Linked DNA regions of Oryzias latipes: region 2 is linked to region 1. A link is a contact called in public Hi-C data. All regions are on one chromosome and are shown on one strand. The core of a region is the stretch at or near the end of the contact, and the rest is flanking DNA. Distances in the headings are between cores, read along the strand shown.

Region 1 (3,493 bases), core at 296-2,795:
AGAAAGCTAGTGGGGACAACATGTAAGTGGGAGTGTTTAAGTGAAGAAGTAACTACAGCAATCTTACAGTTTTTCTCAGTCGCTTTAGTACAATTCTCAGATCAGAATGAAATTCCCAAAACTATTTGTTCAATCTTCACATCATGATGTCACTTGTGCACATCATATAAGCAGTTTCTCACTTCTTTGAACAAGTTGCAATTGCTTTGGTACATCCATGCAAATGATTATGTACAATTCTCTGCTCTTTGCTACATTATCAATTGTTTATGTCATGTTGATCAAAATGTATTATCTAGTTCACTGTGCAATAGTCTTACTCCTCAAAACACCTAGTCATTAGTTCATCGTATAAGTCATTAACTGCAAAATGGTTGACCAGGTTGTCATAATGTGACAAACATATTTCGCTGCATTGCAAGAGAGGATATAAGAGAGGATGTGGATGAGAATTTGTGTCCTAACATACAGGAACGACAAGAGGTGTAGGAAGACCACACCAATTCCATCAATCAATCATCAATCAATCCATAGTGTTTTGCTGTTTGTACAAATTGTTTTGACAGAGAGAGAGAGAGAGAGAGAGACACAGACAGACAGACAGACAGACAGACAGACAGACAGACAGACAGACAGACAGACAGACAGACAGACAGACAGACAGACAGACAGACAGACATATTCCTGAGAGCTGTACATAGACACTCACATCAAACACTTTTCTGCATCCTGCCACGGCTTTCATACTTACGCTCCAGAGCTTTAAGACGTCGGCGTAGAACACCAGAAAAGCCCAAATGTGGGCAGCGACTGAGCTTAGCACTGCTCCCATGATGCTCCTCACACATCCGGCCTCAGCGCCTTTCAGCAGCCTCATGCCATGGAGCTTTGTCCTTCCTTCCTGTGCTCCCGTCTCGGTTTATTCAGATCAACAGATCCAGCCAGGAATCCCAAACTGGCCTTTGCCTCTTAACCTGCAGCAGCAGAAAGTCTAACAGCATTGTCGTTCCTCTGCAGGTCCAGTGAACTCCAGGGATGAGGGCTTACATCAGCTGAGCTTAATCCACTGACGGCGAGGAAAGACACTAAGAAGCAGTGCTATAAATACAGCACTGACAGCTCCTGCACCTCCACAGCAGCAGGTAAACCTGAGCCGAGTGTCAACAGGTGTGCACAGGAAGGCTGGAGCCCTTTGGAACCAGCAGGTCACTCAGCTGGAAGGGAAATCCTAGACTCAGCATTCCAACAGAAGCAACATCTAAATCCTGAAGAGGCCATTCCTACATGCAGAGCTCTGTGGGACAGTCCATTCCCAAATCCCCCCTACCCTTTAAATATGGAGTTCACTTTTGATGCCTTTGAGAAGCTCAAGAGCTCGTCTCAGTGGAGGAGCAGCTGATGGAGGCTCCTCTCAGGCTTTAACATCCGCTGAGCTCATTCCACGCTCAGACTTACAGACCTCATCACAGTTCTCTGAGCTCAAATTTAGGCGGGACGCCTGTCTGGACGACCGTTTCACAGCAGTAAAATTCAATTCAAATTGAAACTTTGGTATTAAAATAAAGTTGCGGAAAAATGATTGGCAGTCTTTGTTTATTTAAATACAACACACGTCCAAACAAGACTTTCCATACATCATTTATATTTCATGTACCGCCTGAATGTTTGGTCCCAGTTGACCTTTGACCTGCCCTGACATCATCAAGGGTCCTTCGTGGGCTGGAGTCACTTGTTTGGCCGTCACTCTTCCTGCTGGGGTGTTTTTTCGTTGTTCGCAGGACAAATGTCCACAGGGCTTTTGTGTCATGATACTGCATAGAATGGAGGCTAGATTTCTTTTGGCAAACTTTGATTTTTGTTCATTACTTGTTAGTGAACCAAACCTTGTGGCTTCACCTTTTCTTTAACATTCTTACTTCGGAGTCATTTCTATATAAACGTTTAAATGACATCTCTTGGATTTGTGTGGGATTGAATCATGTCAAAACTTTGTTTCTTAGTGTGTTGTTTTAATGTTCTAAGCACGTGTTTCTATAATTCTGTTATTCTCGTTAAAATATTTCCTTTTGGTTAACATTTCTGTTAAGGAATCTGGTGTCATGGAAAATTGGGCCAGCTGTTTTTGTGAGTAGTTTAAAGGGCTGAACATGTTTCAAATGTCTTAATACCTCTTTTGTTATTCACTTTGGTTATTTGTGACCTTCAGATATAATGTGTGGAGTTCTTATGATTAATAATTCATGTGCTTTTTAAGTGCATGGTTGGATAAATCCATTGTGAGTTAGATTATTTGTCCTCCTCTATAATTTGAAACTTTATTTAAAAAACGACATCTGAGTCACAGAAGGATTCATGCGTCCGGGGCAGACAGTGCAGGGAGGGCAAGTTGATTCTGCCCGTGGATCTTGTCTGCCTCCTGCTGGACAGTGGGGGACTCGACAGGTACCTTCAGTTTCTGCCTAGATGACCCCGTTTGGTGGGGCAGCTCTGGGGAGACAGAGTGGTGTGTGGAAGCCTGGTTCTGGAAATGCTTTGCAGTGGGCTGCAGGATGAGTCTGGACTTTACTCGCTACTCAGGAAAACTCAGATCCATGACTCAATGGTGGTGCTTTTAGCACAGGTCTAAATGCAGAACAGTGTGGTCTCTATGCAGAGTTGGTTCTAAGTTGTGTTGTGCAAACATGTAAATTAGAACATTTCAAGCCATAAATTCAACACTGACCTCAGATTTTATTGAAGCTTTTTTTTTCACAAGAATACCCACCTATGAATACCTCTGTTTAAATGCAAAGGGGGGGGGGGGGGGTGTTCTCCTGCAGGTCTCCAGGAACAAGACCAAAGCTGACCAACAAGGTCATGTGACTGAACTCAGTAATGCACATCACTCAGAAGGTCAACCCTCTGCTCTCTTCATTCCCTCATGGACAGAACACCAACGAAGGAGCTAACAACAAAACCAACAGGAAGTGTGATTCCAGCATCTATAGGATGACTTCCCAACAGCTCACACACTTTAACTGCCTTCAATTTTCCACAGGTCTTCTATAGTGATGTGCACCACCTGTAACAGAACAAATACACAACGCATCACAACTGATCAGAAAAGATTATTGCAGAATCCGCCATGAATGTATGTGTGTGTGTGTGTGTGTGTGTGTGTGTAAGAACAAGTCATTTACTTTTAACGCCACTTCTGTGAAATGTTATGTCAAATCTAAAAACGTTAAAGCGCATAGAAATTCAGAGAAACATCTCTGTGCTTCTGATTCTGATGCTTAAAGACGTTTTAGGTGTGAGACAAACATGAGACACCTCTAATGTAGAGACAAGTCACTAAAAAAGATGCTTTCATAACATCCATCCATCCATCCATCCATCCACCCGTCTCTCCAAGAGAGAAAAGTGTGTGGATTTGATTGACTGATAAACGTGTAGAAGGTGTGTAGTGAGCGGTGAGGGGATCAGGAAGGAGCAGGTTTCCTGGCAGGGACAT
Region 2 (3,493 bases), core at 658-3,157, 260 kb before region 1:
GCAATGCACGATGCTAGGACACAATATTTAACAGGTTTTATTTAGCAAAGATTTCCACTTTCTAAAGAGAAACACGTAAACATGCTTTAAAGCTCAGCGTCAGTCATGTTTGTGGGTTTGTGATTGACTGCACCGTGTAAAAAATATTTCTCTATTGTTGTTCTCTGCTAATGCAGGACTGGGGAAGGTACCTAAAGTCATTTAGGAGAATGTTGGAAGAAAAACAGGAGAAGAGGGATCTGGAATCTGAAGAAAATGTCTGACTGAACATGAAAACATAAATGAGGATGAAATTAACCACAAAATCTACAGGAACATGAAATATGCTGATTCTGAGGGAGCAGAAGGGAACTTCTGTATGTAAAAAGTTGTCTAATAAAAGATTAAAGAAAAGAAACTATTACAGAAACACAAGAAAACCTCTGAGAGTCCACGACAGAAGGTCTTAAGGATGAAATAAGAGCCTCCTAAAAGCTCCAAAAGGAACATGGGAGACCACATGCAGAAACGAGAAAAAACATCTGAAAGAACAGCAGAAAATATCTAAAACAAGATGGGAGAAGGAACGGGGATGACGTTCTAATGGACGGATGGACAGTATGAAGGAACGCCACAAGACACAAGACAGGACATCTATACACACAAGAACTAGACAAGAAACACAAAAGAGCATCTGAAGAAACGTGAAACCTCTCTGAGAACATAGACGAACATCTGAGAGAACCTCAGAGTCTGAGGAGCAGCATCGCACTCACCACTCAGCACCCTGGCCGCCTTCAGGCGCGCAGCCACCATGACGGCACACATCAGCAGCATCGGTGGGCAGAGAGGCATCATCTTCAGAGAAATCCGTGAAAATAGAGGCTAAGTTTGAAAGTAAAAGCAGCTGCTGTCGGCGTCCTCTCATGTCGTGTTTGTGTGCTTCTGAGGTGAAGCACAAGGGAGAGAAGGCTTTCTGCTGCTGCCCCCTCCCCATTGATCGATCAGAGCCCCAGCTGGATCATCCTCTTTCATTACCCCCCTCCCACACACTCGTGTGCACTCGAACACACACACTTTAATTCACTTATCCAGCTGATTGGCTGCAGCTGAACAATGAGCAGCGTCTCCCTCTGGAACCTGCAGTTATGAGCAACACTTCCCCGGTATTGATCTGGACAAGCAGGAATTCTCTCAACATTTGTGCAGAGAAGACACATGCGCACACGTGTGTGCATTTTTGAAACAACTTTAAATGAAATCCCAAATGAGGCCTCATCACCTGGGGTGTTTGTGGGTTTATGTACAGTGGAAACATTTACATGATTCACACAAATGTCTTTTAAATGTTAAATAGTTGATGTTATAATGTTGTTTAAGTGTTTTAACATAGTTGGAATAAGATGATCGTTCGGGTCAGGCAGTCTGTGATGGTCAGAGAGGGAACAGGAAGCAGACAAACGACAATACTGAGACAGAAGAAATAAGTTAGTTGCTGAGGAGGTAAGAGTCCAGGAAATAGATGAGAAAGACTGTATGTTCATTTACTTGTTAATCGATTAAAGAAATATGTTGTTAACTGCCACAGCAAGAGGGCAGAATGAAGATGGACAAACTAAAATCTTTTTCTTGCTAAAGGGAAACTAGGCAATTGCTTAAGGCCCCCGAGCCACCAGGGGCCCCAAAGCCTCATGTTCAGACTCCTCTAAGGAGCATCAAAATGTCAGTTTTTACCTGTAGCTGCTAACCCTCATATGATTAAACAGAAACTGAAATAAACTCAACAGTAAGGTGTGGCTGAGGTTTTTATTGGTATTATCAGGTATTTGGACCACACTGTCACACAGTAACGTAGCTGACCTGCGACGCCCTCAGGTATGGAATGATTAGATTCCATTCAGCTTTATTGTCATTACATTGTTTGGTTCTTACCAGAATGCATTAAGCAGTAAAGTGCAGGATTAGAGACACTGAGCCTCGTGCTGTGCACACGCCGACTTCCGGCTCTCACTGGTTGACATTTTCAGTCCTGTTGGATCCCCTATCAAAAACACAGACCGTAACCACATGGAGGCATCCCAGTGCTGATGGGTAAAAGGCAGGGGAAAAAACTGCTGAGGGAAAAAAGCTAATGATAAAATTAAGTTATCTGTTAGTGATGTGGCTGTAGAGATGGAAGTAAAATAACCCCCCTCCCCCCCCCCCCCCCCCACCACCACACACACACACACCCAGTCCCCCACATGCTGGAGGAGTTTCAGAGCTTAAGGATCCCAGAAGCTAAGCTGTCTGGGGCTTCTGCCCCTGGTGGGGTCTCCCATGGCAGACAGGTCCTGGGTGACGAGCCAGACACAGAGCCGCTCAGAGCCCTGTCGTGAGAAGCTAAAAGATTCTGCTCTATCGCCCGGATTAGTGTCACCAGGACCCCATTCTTGAGCCAGGCTTGAGGTCGGGGCTCCCAAGCAAGCGTCTGGAGACTGGGGCTCCTCGTGTGGGCCCTGGTTGTTTCCAGCCTGAAGGAACGACGTGGGACCATCCTCCCATGGGTCCACCTGTAAACAGCTCAAAGGGGCCAGTGCAGCATGGTTTGGGGGTGAAAGGCAGGTGCCTTGGTGGCCCAAACCTTGGTCATGGAGTTGGCTTTTGGTACATGGATAGTCACCTATCTGGGGGGACGGAAGCTGAGCTTATGCGGGAGGCTGAGAGTTAGCGGCTAAATATTGTTGGGCTCACTTCCACGCACAACATGGGAGTTGGGAACTGTATCACGGGACTGGCAGACAGGGGTGGTGGTTCCCTTTTCAAGAAGGTGGAGCAGAGGGTGTTCTGGGGAGTCACACTCCTCAGCCTCGTTGGAAAAGTCCAGCCAGAGGGGTTCAATTTAAAATTAGCCTGTTTTGCAATATACTTCTACAGTACGTTGAGTGAGTCCAACCCACATCACCATGGTGACCAGATAAAGCTTGGCTGGATCTACATGGTCATTCTGAAGGCCTCTGGCCTGTGTGCACTCATTTCCTAGACTTTAATTGCAGGCCACACAATTGTCTAGCCAATAGACTAGAAAGCCAGATGCTACTGCAATTACTGAATGTATCAGAGTAATAGATTACTGATTACACCTATGATTCTGTTGTAAGTATTCATGTCTGTTTTCACATGTGAGCTGAATAGAAATGAATTTCTGCCAACATGAATCGATCCCAGATGGGCTTGTTTACCATAGCGATGACCTAACGAACACGAACACACAATCTGTCAATCTGTGCTCGAGCAAAGTGCGGCTGATCAATGCAGATCCTCCGTATCTGTAATTTGTGTGGCAGATTCAGGCAAGTGTCTGATCAGCGGGCAGCTGCTCTGACTGTAGGAGGACTCATTTACGGATGAGGTGGAGACCCTTCTGTGTCCATCTGACTTTAAAAAGGTTTGTCCACCTTTAACTGAGTGATCACCTGGTACAGCCCAGAACCCTGTTCAAGTTCATTTGACACAGCTCTAAATAACATTAATA

The links. A called contact is a pair of places that touch in the nucleus more often than the background predicts.
Region 2: a Hi-C map of gastrula embryo shows a contact between it and region 1, with 2.5 times the contacts expected there. The contact joins the promoter of chodl here to the promoter of LOC110014316 in region 1. A contact is called at or near these places in 3 of 5 Hi-C or Micro-C datasets (embryo, fibroblasts and gastrula embryo).

What each region holds. Positions count from the first base shown.
Region 1 is chr20:1,308,766-1,312,258 of ASM223467v1, reverse strand. LOC110014316 reads right to left here and starts at 1,545. Exons shown (of 3, transcript XM_020701115.1): 1 at 752-1,545. The coding sequence starts at 877.
Region 2 is chr20:1,570,346-1,573,838 of ASM223467v1, reverse strand. It overlaps chodl (chondrolectin), which reads right to left and starts at 1,907. Exons shown (of 8, transcript XM_011473572.3): 1 at 756-1,907. The coding sequence starts at 837.